Linked DNA regions of Rattus norvegicus: region 1 is linked to region 2. Evidence: chromatin contacts called from public Hi-C data. All regions are on one chromosome and are shown on one strand. The core of a region is the stretch at or near the end of the contact, and the rest is flanking DNA. Distances in the headings are between cores, read along the strand shown. Region 1 holds the start of Cep131 (centrosomal protein 131). Region 2 holds the start of Baiap2 (BAR/IMD domain containing adaptor protein 2).

The links. A called contact is a pair of places that touch in the nucleus more often than the background predicts.
Region 1: a contact with region 2 is called in a Hi-C map of mammary epithelial cells, with 1.7 times the contacts expected there. The contact joins the promoter of Cep131 here to the promoter of Baiap2 in region 2. A contact is called at or near these places in 2 of 12 Hi-C or Micro-C datasets (hepatocytes and mammary epithelial cells).

Annotation. Positions count from the first base shown.
Region 1 is chr10:105,865,743-105,872,706 of GRCr8, forward strand. It overlaps Cep131 (centrosomal protein 131), which reads right to left and starts at 3,055. Exons shown (of 26, transcript NM_001108310.1): 1 at 2,895-3,055. It overlaps Tepsin (TEPSIN, adaptor related protein complex 4 accessory protein), which reads right to left. Exons shown (of 13, transcript NM_001100729.1): 13 at 6,621-6,964.
Region 2 is chr10:105,717,786-105,724,129 of GRCr8, forward strand. Baiap2 (BAR/IMD domain containing adaptor protein 2) reads left to right here and starts at 3,771. Exons shown (of 14, transcript NM_057196.1): 1 at 3,771-3,885. The coding sequence starts at 3,832. It overlaps LOC102555825 (a long non-coding RNA gene), which reads right to left and starts at 3,677. Exons shown (of 2, transcript XR_358061.3): 1 at 1-3,677.

The sequences.
Region 1 (6,964 bases), core at 1,805-4,304, 150 kb after region 2:
GGGCTACATGAGATGGGGATGAAGCTTAGAGAGAGAGAACCCAGTCATGAAGAGTGGCTTGCTGCTTTTCTAGAGGAAGAGAACCTGATTCTTAGTACCCACATCAGTGGCTCAACTGCCCGTTAACTCCAGGGGATCTGACACCCTCTTTTGGCCTCTGTGGGTACACAGACATATACACATACAGTGAAATAAATATATATATTTTCAAAACAGGGTTTCACTGTACAGACCTGGCTGTCCTGTCTGGAACTCACTCTGAAGACCCAGGTTGGCCTCAAAACTCACAGAGATCTACCCACCTCTGACTCCTGAGTGCTGGCATTGAAAGTGTGCACCACTACCTGGCCTATGTGTGCCTTTTACTCTTCTTTTTTTTTTTTTTTTTTTTTTTAGATTTTATTTATTGTATGTGAGTATACTGTGGCTGTGTTCAGACACACCAGAGGAGGGCACCAGATCCCATTACAGATGGTTGTGAGCCACCATGTGGTTGCTGGGATTTGAACTCAGGACCTCAGGAAGAGCAGTCGGTGCTCTTAACCACTGAGCCATCTCTCCAGCCCCGCCTTTTACTCTTCTTGAACTGTACCCAAGTATTCAACAGGGACAGGTCCTGAGGTGTGGACAGCCACGTCCCAGTTAAGCATGCACAACCCTTCTCACAGACATAGTGTCTCACCTTTAATCCCAGCACTTGGGAGGCAGAGGTAGGGAGGATCTCTGTGATATCTGAGGCCATCCTGGTCTACAGAACGAGTTCCAGGACAGCCAGGGCTACACAGAGAAACCCTGTCTCGAGAAACAAACAAACAAAAAGAGGAAGAAGAGGGGGAGGAGGAGACAAGACAAGACACCATGAAGGAATCTCAACTCTTGCACTCACAAACTCCACTTGCCCTGGACATCTGCGTCTACCTGCCACCAAAACTCTGGGAGGCCACCACTGGGGATGGCTGAGCTCAGTCAGGAGCATGAGAAGGCAAGACTGCTCTAAACCCTTGCTGGGCTCTGAACGGTGAGCAGTGAGTAGCTGGGGGACAGCGATCCCAGAAGTGCTAGCAGCAGACAGTGGTGGGTATGAGCCTGGCCCCGTCAATTACCCCAGCCCTAGGTCATTATCTATACTTTAAAAAAGGTGCATCTTCCTGGGCTATCCTGAGGTAAATGTGCCTTTGAGATTGGACCCTGGACATCCCTCAACAGCTTCAAGTCTCTCTAGTAGGATGTGGACTCCTAAGTCCCTGCATCACCACAGAACATCCATGAACTCTGGGGACCTGACAGCTGCTCTCTTGTTTCAGAGGCACCCTGACACCTCCCTTGCAGGATACTCTCTCTTGCTGTCTCCCACTGACTCTTCTCATCCCTGAAAGTCTAAGCCCACCCTGGACCCAGGCCCAGTCTCTCTCTTCTACCCACCCTCTCACCTGAGGACCATTCCTGGTCCAGGCCACTGGGTCCTCAAGGGCTTTGCACAAGTATAGCAGCGCTATCTGGCCAGGGCCCGTGCTCAAGTCACCCAATACTTCCGCACTGCTCTCAGCTCAGGTTACACCCACAGGGGAAAATCTGAGTACCTGAGAAGTCCGGCTCTGACCCTGTTCTCTAGAAGCATTCCACTGTGCATTAACTAAGCCTGCTGTTCCTCAAACCTAGGCAGTGCATCTCAGCACACGGCTGCATCTGCAACCCCCTTGCCTCCACGCCACCCCCATCAGTTTTTCTTCCATCAAACTGTTTTGCTCTCTCTAGGACTCCCTTCAGAGGACAGGGACCGTGCAGTCTCAGGTCCCGGGGGCCATGGGACAAATGTTAAGTGATTATTAAAATCCCCTTGCAATACGCAATGAGGACCCTGCATTCTGCTGCCTACAGGAAACACACCTCAGAGACAAAGACAGACACTACCTCAGAGTGAAAGGCTGGAAAACAACTTTCCAAGCAAATGGTCAGAAGAAGCAAGCTGGAGTAGCCATTCTAATATCAAATAAAATCAAATTTCAATTAAAAGTCATCAAAAAAGATAAGGAAGGACACTTCATATTCATCAAAGGAAAAATCCACCAAGATGAACTCTCAATCCTCATCTTCGGTTGGTTTATATACAAGTGTGCAATTTCTAGGCTTGAAAGTAAAATGATGCTATCTGGTGCTGGATAGAGGAGCCTTATTTTTTATTATGGCAGCTTGCTATTTTTGTAACATGGTGATTTGGTTGAACACAATAAAGTACAGTAGTAACTGAAAAAAATAAAATAAAATCCCCTTGCAGAATCAGGGAGCCGGGAGCATGCACTCACCACGGTCCAAAGTAAAGCTGCCTTGGTACTGACATCCAGGTGTGTGTGGTGGGGAGCAGTATCCCTACTCTGAGGCTGCTCTGCCATCAGTCCGGCCAGTGTCCTCTGTTAGACACTTCTGGTTGTGTAGGGGAAACCTAACACCTTCCCCTTCTGGGCACTGTCTACACCTTGGTGGACTCTGGCTGGCTCCTAAGCTCTTAAGTCTAGTGGACAAAGCTTTTTCAGGACCACGTGCAGCCAGTGAGGTTCTGGACGGTAAACATAGCCTCTCCATGGAAACCTACAAGCCAGATGACGGGAGGCTGGGGAGGCCAACCTCACCCTGGACAAAACCGTGACTCTCTCAGAAGCCGGAGGGGCAGGAGCCTGCTCCCTCGGGGGCCGGCTGACTCTTAGAGGCAGGGCTCTTGAGTAGCGCATTGCTGAGCTCCTCCACGGGCGACCCGCATCCCCCAGGCCTCTTAAGGTTTAAAGCAGGGGATCTGGGCCTCCCGACTGGACCCCACGGCGATCTTCCGGGACTGGGGGTACTGGGAACAGGCCGTCCTCGCTGCAGGGCCCGACCCCTCACCGCGAGACGCCCCTCACCTGCGCGGACCCAGCCTGGGGCGCAGGGCCCGTGGGCTCGGCCTGGCGGGCGCGGCTGCAGAGCCAGCCGGGGCCCCACCGGGCTGGCGCGGCCTCCGCCGTGGGTGACAATAAAGCGCTGTCCGCAGGGGCGAGCGGCGGCGGCTAGCAACCAGCCTGGCGCCTCCTCCGCTGTCCGTCACGCCGGCCCGCCTTTGCAGCGCGCGCCGCTCAGGGATTGGCTCTCCGGACGCCCTCTCTGATCTTCGGGTAGGTCATTGGGCCGTTAGGCTGTCCTGTAAGTCCCGGCGTGGGAGGAGCTGCGGAAAGCCAAGGTGGAGTGGGGCAGGCAGAGGGGCGGGGCTTTAGGAAGGCGGAGCTTGCGGGTCCTGGCACCCCTTGAGGACCCCCGCGCATCCCAGGCCCTCTCTAGTTCCTGGCGGGACCGCGCGGTAATTGTGCCACCTCTGCCCATTCTTTCCAACTGCTTTCAAAGAAGCTTTCGGAGTACATGAGTAGTGACTCTACTGCTGATAGTGAATAGTTGTGGGCTCTCCTGTCGGCCAAAGGGTTCGGGACACCGAAGCTCAGATGCCCTCTCCAACAGAAGTTACATTAAATAACAATACTATAAACTCAAATGCTTTAAAAAATTATCCGCATATATTATTAATTTTTATCAACAAGCGTGTGTGTGTGTGTGTGTGTGTGTGTGTGTGTGTGTGTGTGTGTAGGTTGGGATGGTGGTCCAGGGTCTTGCACGTGCTAAATAAGAACTCTGCCATTGAACCTCAGTCGTTTTTGTTCTAAGAAAGCATCATATACACCACATAGCCCAGGCTGTTCTCAAAACTCACTATATAGCTGAGAATGACCTGGAATTCCTGATCCTTTGCTTTCACCTCCAAAATCTGGAATTATAGGCAAAGTGCCACCACACCTGGCTTGCTCTTTCTATGATTTATTATGTGTATGTTTCTGCATCGTGTTGAGGGTGCTGGATCTCCTGGTACTGGAGTTATAGATGGTTGTAGGATGCCATGTGGGTGCTGGGAACTAAAACCAAGGTCTCTATGCAAGTAAGTGCTCTATCTTATCTATCTATCTATCTATCTATCTATCTATCTATCTATCTATCTATCTATCTGTTTATTTATTGGGGTGGGGCAGGGTTTTTCTATGTAGCCTTGGTTGTTCTGGAACTCCCTATGTAGGCCAGGTTGGTCTTGAACTCAGAGATCCGCCTGCCTCTGCCACCCAAGTGCTGGGATTAAAGGTGTGCACCACCACCATCCAGCATAGTAGGTGCTTTTAAACACTGATGGTGGCCTCTTTTTTAAAATTAACAGAAAAGGTTTGGTTTATACATATCAAAATTCACATCCTTTGGTGTACGATAACCACCCACTCAGAGTAGTACTCTTCTACTGTACACCATACCCCTGTACTGCTTTTCTTTGTTTAATCAGCTGCTTTGGGCACCAGCTGGTTGGGACCTTTTGTTCTGTCTCTTGAGGGAAATCAGAGACAAGAAGGCACAGCATGTCTTTCTACACCCCCCCCCCCCCAAAGCTGGGAGATTCATTCTGCTGTTCTCCCTGTGCTCCAGTCTGTAGCCAACATGTTACCTTACCCCTAGACTGCCCCAGCAACTGTTCCATGGTTAGGTACACACAATGGAAACAACTCTAGACATTCATTTACTCGCTGGCTTTGGAGTAAGCTGGGGTTTTCACCTAGGACAGGAATCAGTGCTATTTAAGAAACCACCAGAATGTTTTCCAGACGCTGCTGCCCAGTGTCGTGTAAGCTCCTGTAAGCTCCAGTTGGTATCTCTGTTCCCTCCATTTTTTTCTGTGACATTAATAGGTGAGTGGTTTGTTGTTGTTTGTGTGTGTGTGTGTGTGTGTGTGTGTGTGTGTGTGTGGTGTACACTGTCACTGTCTTCAGACACACCAGAAGAGGGCGTCAGATCCCATTACAGATGGTTGTGAGCCACCATGTGGTTGCTGGGATTTGAACTCAGGACCTCTGGAAGAGCAGCCAGTGCTCCTAAACACTGAGCCATCTCTCCAGCCCATGAATCAGTTTTCTTTTTCTACCATGTGGGTCCCAGGGATTAGATTCTGGCTGTCAGGCTTTGTGATAAAAATGCCTTTACCAGCCTAGCTATGCCACTGATCCCGTGTTCTCAGCAAGGCTTTCACATGAGTCTGCATGAGTCATGTAACCTAAAAATAGTCTCTCAGGGGCTGGAGAGATGGTTCAGTGGTTAAGAGCACTGACTACTCTTCCAGAGGTCCTGAGTTCAATTCCCAGCAACCACATGGTGGCTCACAACCATCTGTAATGGGATCTGATGTCCTCTTCTGCTGTGTTGGAAGACAGCTACAGTGAACTCATATAAAATAAATCATTAAAAAAATAGTCTATCAGTGTTTGGCTCATCCTTCCATTCCCTTAACTATGACATTAAAGCTTTGACATTTTTCCCTTTGATAAGTTTTGCTTTCCCCCCACCACAGGGTCTTAGTATGTAGACCTGGGTGGCCTAGAGCTCCCGATGTAGACCAGGCTGGCTTCAGCTTCATGAAGCTTCCATCTGTCTGCCTCCTGAGTACTGGGATTAAAGGGGCGAACCACCATGCCTGGTGTTTGACTCTTAGGCTATGGTTCTCTCTAAATTTTTATGTGAAGTCTGAGGTATGGGCCAAGATGTTTTAAGTCTTTTACATGTTGCTAGCTCCAACACCGTGAATGGCTACTACCTCCTCACTGAACTACTTACTTAACTGCAGATAAAGAAAACCCCCTGCCCAAGGGTGTGGCCCGGGGACCTGGGCTCGTCAGGTTCTACACCCAGGATGTGGATGCTGTTTCTGAACAGTTGTGTGTTTCTATCATTTTATAAGACACCGACAACACCAGCCTTGGCTAGCATAGCTGGGATGAACTCTGTCCTCTGGTCATGGCATCTGCCTTAACCTCAGCCACAGGGAAGGAGGGATTGAAGTGCCACCCCACCCCCACCCCGACTTCACCAACAGTCACTAGAGAAAGGCCACTCTTCAGTGGGACACTGCCATGCGCTTTTCCCTGCTCCTGCAACCCCAATGGAACCACTTGACTCACCAGCTGAAGCGATGTGAAAACCTGGGGTCCACAGAAAGATTTCCAAGAAAAGCCACGCTGTAGGAGTTGTTAAGAGGTAACGCTTTGGGGTTGGGGATTTAGCTCAGTGGTAGAGCGCTTGCCTAGGAAGCGCAAGGCCCTGCATTAGACACAACTGAACACCTGTGGAGACTCTGATGGGATTTGGAAAGACACCTCTCAGGCCATGATCACCGCTCGCTCGGCCTGGAGCAGCTCGACCATAGTGTCTGTTCAGAGTATCCTGGCCCCTTGCGGGTGAGGGCGAAACAGCACCGTTGAGAGGCTCCACCAAACACTTGGGGAGGAGACACCTGCTCTACTCAGGAAAACAAGTCCTCAAGGTGTGACTAATAATAATGAATAATAATAATAGTGACTAATTAATGATAGTAATAATAAATGGGGGCTGGAGAGATGCCTCGGCGGTTAAGAGAGCACTGACTGCTCTTCCAGAGGTCCTGAGTTCAAATCCCAGCAACCACATAGTGGCTCACAACCATCTGTAGTGGGGTCCGCTGCCCTCTCCTGCTGTGTCGGAAGACAGCTACAGTGTACTGACGTAAATAACATCTCTTAAACAAAAGTGGCACAGGCTGTGTAAACATCTGCATTTATTGAGAAAGTGCATGGCGCAGCTTCACAGGCTCTTCTGAGATGGACAGGAAGGTTCATCTAGACGAGACTCTCCCGTGTGCTGGAGAAAACTGTGGCAAGTTGTGCATCCAGAGTTGGGCCCCACAGGGGCTGACACTGGCAATGGCCACAGGGCACTTGGCTGAGGAAGCTGAGAACGAGGCCTTCTGGGCCACAGGCACCTTTCCAGCACCCTGTCCTCAAGGCTGTCGCTCCCAGCTAATTTGACCTCCATAAGGAAGGAAAGGAGATCAGAACATAACTGTGAACCAAGTCAGTGTTTCTAACCCTTATCAAGTGCTCAT
Region 2 (6,344 bases), core at 2,521-5,020:
GAGAGAAAACTGGGGAGAGAGAGGGCAGGCACTCTGTTTAGGCAGTACCAGCCGATAGCTAAAGCACTAAAGCACGGTGACTCCCACATGACTCTTCGTTCCCTGGCTCCTCCCAGCACTTCACAGAACCCTAATCTCTGCTTTGGGAGCTCCGGGAGACTAGGGACCTGCCCAGGAGCTGCAGCCCTGTCTGTCCCACCTATGCAAGCTGACTGGTTAAGGAACAGGCGCCTTAAACCTGGGCCCTCTCCTCACACTGCACCCTGATCCTGTCATGGTCAGGTCTCAACCTGTTCCCCCTCCACTGTGGCAGGCTATGCCTTGAAACTCAAGTGGCTGTCGGCAATTGAAATAGACTTCCTGCTAAAGTTCTAGCCACCGCAATGGCCAACCGTTAAGACTCTCCTGAAACCAGAGCCATGCCCCCCACATACAAGAACACTTCTGCCCTCAGGCCTGGCCCAGTCCCAGGCCATGCGGCATGAGCAACATGGGTGTGGAGGGAAAAAAGGGAGGCTTTTCCCGAGCTCCTGCGTTTCTGTCTCTTCTACTCTAGAACTTTCTGGCTACCCATTAGAAAAGCTTCAGCCCAGGAATGGAAACAGGAGAGTTCTGATTGGGAGACTCTTCCCTAGGACAGAAGGAAAGCTGCCAGGTGGAGGTGGGGGTGGGGTGGGTCTCCCACCATCTCTGAGATCTTAGACAAGTGGCTCCCCGCCAAGGCAAGCTCAGCAAAGTGGCTAAGGATGGAGGTGAAGGTGGGGTGACAGTTTGCCTTGGGGGGGGGCGTCACCTCCCGAAGGGCAGCCTCTGCTGAGCACAGGCTCCCAATCCATCCGTGAGCCTGTCTTGCCAGGAGAACAGCTTGCTTGAAATGCAAGGCTGTCATCCTGTAATTAAATCTGAGACCCCCCCCACCCCTTCCTACATGACGCCGAGATGAAACCACTTATATAACTCAACTAAAAATAAGCTCTTGGAGACATACACACTGGTGCTCCCCACCCCCAGTCCGTCTCCAGAGATGCCCACCATGAACCATGACCCGCAGTGCTGTAGGTCAGGGGCTGTTCCTGAGCACAGCCTTGGACCTGTGCTCAGCGTGCTTGTGTGGAGAAAGAGAGGCTGGTGCTCAGGGAAGCGGACACATGGGTTTATGGCTGGGGTGGCTGCAGAACTCCACTCGGGGAGAACGGAGTGGGAAAGCCAGCAACATATGAACATATGGACAATGGTCTGTCTCTGCCTCCAGTGACTTCTCTCAGAGCCGCTCACTCATTGAGACCTGCTCCCCCCCCCCCCCGGAACTTGGACTAGCGAGCCCTGCTCCCACCTCGGCACCCGCACCCTATAAGAAAAGCAGGGGTGTGTTGGAAGGTCTGGGAGGGTGTGCTGGCTGGCAGTCATCACCCTGGGTGACTCCTCTCACCGTTCTTCCTGGGAAGATGCAGGAGGAGCCGGACGACGATGGCTTCCTCCACATCGATGGACAGAAGGGGGTGCAAGCTCACACAGGGGCCACTATTTCCTAGCTGCTTGGCTGAACTTTTAGAAGAGTAAGCAGACTCCTCAGCCACCAATGTAAGGGGAAAAGGAGTATGATGAGTTTGTAATGGGCTTTGGATAAAAAGGAGGCAGGGAAAGAGTGGCCTCCTAATCTACTTGCTGATCTGTGATTGTCCAGCTTACAATGTGTCCACTGAGCAACCTGATCTCTGACCACTGGTGCCCCCTACTATTAAAGGAGCTGTTTCCTGGGTCAGAAAAGCTTCCATGATGAAATCTGTACTCAGGCTGCGGTCACCCCCAGTAGAGAGCTGAAGGGGACACAGGTCCCATCTCTCTCCTGTCCCCTTTCCACCCGAGGAAGTCCTGTCATGATAGCCATTTGTCACAGAGCCCTGAACTGCAGGCAGGATGGAGAGACGCTGTCACTCAAGTGTCCTGACACCCTCTTCCCCGGGTGGGCTCCTGCTGCAGCTGGCCAGCCTCCTGGGATGTGGACAGGTTTGAGCCGGCCACCCACATGAGTGTGTCAACGGGGTGATTGTAGGTAGGCAGGCCCAGGAACCAGCCTTGGGATGTTGTGAAAAGGGGAGTGGTTCAGGCCTTGGGAACTTTTCTGGGGGAGTTTCTACACCCTTTTCCAGACAGACCTCCAGTGTTTGCTGCCAGCCTCCACGTCTAGTTCTATGGCGTTGACCTGGGGCAAGCGTGGAGGGGCTGCCTCTACCCCTGTGCACAGCTCCCTGTTGGTTTCCTGGTCAGTGAGGGGGTCAATGTGTGGCTGGGTAGGTACTCTACTGGAGGGAGACGGAGGGGCAGCTGTGACAACCAGTTGCAGTGAGCAGTATTTGTGAGGTCCTTAATGGACAGGCAGTTTAAGCTGGCTTTCTGTCACTTACAACAAAAAGAACCCAAGAAAATAGATACACAGGGTTGTACACTGAAGTGACGTAGACAACAAGGAAAAAGCACACTGGAGCGGCTGGCTGAAGGAACAGGAAACCAAATCTCTGTCCTGTGTTTTCTAAACCTTTCCTTGTCCTTTACACACGTAGCAAAGTGAATAGGGGCCGTCCGAGTCCTCCTGATGTCTGAGGCCTGACAGCCGCTCCGTGGATTTGTGTCCTCTGGGTTGTTGGAGTGGCGTAACCAGCTGCCCAGGAAATGGATGCTGGAGTGTTATGCTTAATTAAAAGGAAACATTCAGCTCTGGTGTTTTACAATGTAAAGCAAATAATTCCTCTCTGTTCGCCTAATTTATGTAAATATTTCTCCAAAGGAACCGTGCTGGAACCCCGTGTGCCAACCTGGTCAGTTTTCTCAGCCAAGCCTTACCTTCCTTAAAGCATCAGCCACTGGGCAATTCAAAGCTGTGTTGGGAGGCTCCTCCCCCGGAGCTTACCACCCAACTCCGGTTCCCGCCCCAATCCCCTACTATACCACCCGCTAGGATTCGTTCCACGTCCCGCTTGCCCCTCTCCTGGGTCCTCTTCCCGGAATCCCAGACCCAACTGTTGGCTCCCACCCTCCACCCATCACCTGTCCACCACAACCACCCGCTCCAGGGCCCACCCTGTCCCGATCTTGCCTCCAGTGTTCAGGGTCCTCCCTCTAGAGTTGAGCACCTTCCCTCGTCTCCACCTACTCCGGCCCCGGGTGTCCTCCCTTCCGGAAGACCGTCCAGGGTCGACGCACTCCACGCCGACTCACCTGCAATAGCGCGGGAGCCACCGGCTCCAGTCGCGCACTCCTGAGGGACCCTTGAGGGCCTTCAACCCCGATCGCTGCCTCCCGAGTGCCACCTCCACGCGCGCTCGCGCCGGTGCCACCCGCACCGCCCACACCCCGCGCTAGCTCTTCCTGCGCCACCCCGCCCCCGCTTCCCGCCCCCAGGCCTGCTGTCGCTCCGACCCCCTCAGGCAGCTCTAGGGCCTCAGAGCGCGCAGCGCCTCCGCCTCCCAGCGACCGGCCAATCACCGCTCGCAGCTAGCCTCGAAGTCCCGCCTCTAGCTCCGCCCTTCGCCCCCGCCTCCGAAATCTACCAATAGGAAAAACGGCACGGGAGCGGGCCTGGCGGTTGCCTAGCAGCGGCTGGGCTGGGCGGGGGCGGACAACCGGGGGCGGTGATCCGGGCGCGGTGGGGGCGGGGCCCGGAGGCGGGGTTTTTATGGGGTGGGGCCTTCGGCGGCTATAAAAGCGGCGGCTGCCCGGCGCCGCGCTCTGTGGTCCTGGTCTGCGCGCCTTTTCCTGTTGCTGCAGTTGTCGCCTTTCTCACCGACACCCGTGCCCCTGCTCTGGTCTGTGGTGTAGCCGGGACCCAGGACCATGTCGCTTTCACGCTCGGAGGAGATGCACCGGCTCACGGAAAATGTCTACAAGGTGAGTTTCCAGCGTGGCTCCGAGTCGTCCCTAGGTCTTCAGGCCCGAGCAGGGCACCGGCTCCCGGACTGCGGGTGTGGTGGGCCGATCTTCGGTTGGTCACAGGTGGCCGAGCCGGCCCAGGGTCCTTACGCCCGCCGCGGCCCGTGCCGTCCCGGAGCACGAGTGGACGCCCCCACCCCGACGGCTCTGCTCAGCCCCCGCGCGCTCCCTCAGTACGCCTGTCTGCCCCGGCGTCCGGAGGGACCGAGCTGTACGGGGGCCTGGGCTGCTCTCCGAGCTGGCCTGGTCCGCTGCACCCTGGAGTGAGGGGAACGAGGAGCGGGGGCGGCGTGGAGGTTGCAGGCTGCCGCGGGCGGTCGCCCTGCGCTTGCTTGGCGCGGTGGCACTGTGGGGCTCTTCTAGGCGCTGTTATGCCAGCCTCTGGGCACTTTCTCCTCAACAGGCTTTCCCTTTCCACAACTCCTTTACGAGTGTTAATGGACGTAGCCCAAAGTGGGAGGTCGAGCGCGGACAGGTTGGATGGGTGGACAGATAATCCATCATCTTATGTAACCGCAGAGGGAGAAGACTAATTGTGTAGGAGGCTGGCGCGCCTGCTTTTGCTTCTGATATGTGTTAAGAGTCGCATTCACATACTAATCTGTGAAATGACAGTTTCTCATGGAAGAACTGCAAAGCCTTCTGCAAGCCGCCTGTTGTCATGTTCTGTCTATGCCTTGGGTACAGATGGACGGGCCATTTCCTATTTCTTCACCATGGGTTCTCACAGCCCTGGCCCCTCACAACAACACAGCGGGGGGTGGGGGGACTCCCTGATGGCACCGGGTCCACTGCAATTCGCAGTGACATATTTTTTTTTTCCTCAAGAGAGAAATCCCTGCCCTGCCCTGTACGTGGCAGTCCTCTTACAAAGCTTTATTTTAAAACTGTGTCTGGAAGGGTGAGTGAAAGGCTTTCGACTGGAGTCGCCGGGTTTTTACATGGACTTGCTGCTTCATGGCTGGGTGGGATTGTGCTCTGCTGGAGAGCAACAGTTTCTGACTGTGTGAACCAGCCACGGTTGTGCCTTTCTAGGCAGTGGCCTGTGAAAACCTCTTAGCTGTGCTTACTCTGCCGCCGGCAGCAGATGGAAGCCTCCAGGGTGGCCCCTTAGGTTTCAGCTGGAGTCCAAGGGGGCAGATTATACTTTAATTCATCATTTAATAAAGGCTTTAAAGTTGTAGTTACATGGGTGGGTGGAGGGGCTGAAGGAGCTCCAAAACCATGTTCTGAGCTGCCGGCAAACAGGATTGAGAACAGCCTTTGGGTTTTTACCGTTAGTATCCGTAGTCTCCATGGTATGCATTTCCCTCTTGTTGGTCTGCGGAAGCACATGCTGTCACGGGAGGGAGGTTTATTAAATTATTAGTCATTAGTTCCATTACGATTTGCTCTGTACTGCAGGGGATGGGAAAGAAATACTGGTCACAGTCTTTCCCCCTCCCTGTTTTTCTTGCTTCTTCACTGAAATCATTAAAGAGGAACTTCCATAGTGAGAGTCACGCAGGGTATGAGGAGAAGCTTTGCTCTGGAGAATCCCAAGGTTCTCCTTAATAAAACTCATGCCTGGGCAGTCAGCCTGCACTCAACGGCTTCGGGCCTCGCTCACATGCTGCTGTAATTCATCTGGATGTCCAAAGTGAGAGCTTTGCAGTGGTAGAGAGTCCAGACCCAGATCTAGATCATAGCACTTGGGGACGTCCAGCAGGATGTGGACTGGCAGGCTGGGAGCTCAGAGCGGAATCACTGTGGGTTGTTCCGTGTTCGGTGGGGCAGTGGTTGGTGCGTATTCCACGTGAACGTGAGGTGACCTTCATCAGCTTTTGAAATGTTGGACACAGGGAGGCTATAAATGTCCGAAGGGCTTTCTCGCAGCGTACGCAGGTGGCTCTTGTATCCTCTGAGGCCTAGCCACTGAGTCTTGGACTCCTGTGCTCAGTTCTCATTTTGTATTTTGTCACTGAGGAATCAGCCCGTGGTGTATGGTGGCGCAGGGTGGCGCTGGTATAGGTTGGGCGGCTTTGGCATGTGGGGTAGGGAGATACCTAGCCCACACAGAAGTACAAACAGGGCAGAGCCAGAGCCACTCATGTGTAGTTTCCAGGCCGGTCCAGCCAGTCTGCCATGCTGTCTTCTCTGGGACATGTAGTAACTGACTCCCTACTAGGGGCTGTTCCTATGCTGGTTGGTGCTTGCAGCCATGCTGGCAGTACCTCCTGAGAAGGCCGAGATGTGGCTCTGTTCAGTGTCACCCGCCATGCGGGCTCCGCTGTTTGCTTTGGCCCTTGCATCACTTCAGCTGCAGTTCTGAGTGGTGTTTGCCTTGGCAAAGAAGGATGCTTGTCCTTGGCCCTCCTGATTAAGAATTCAAGAATACAATGTACAGTTTTGATATTCCTCCTGGAAGAATGCAGACT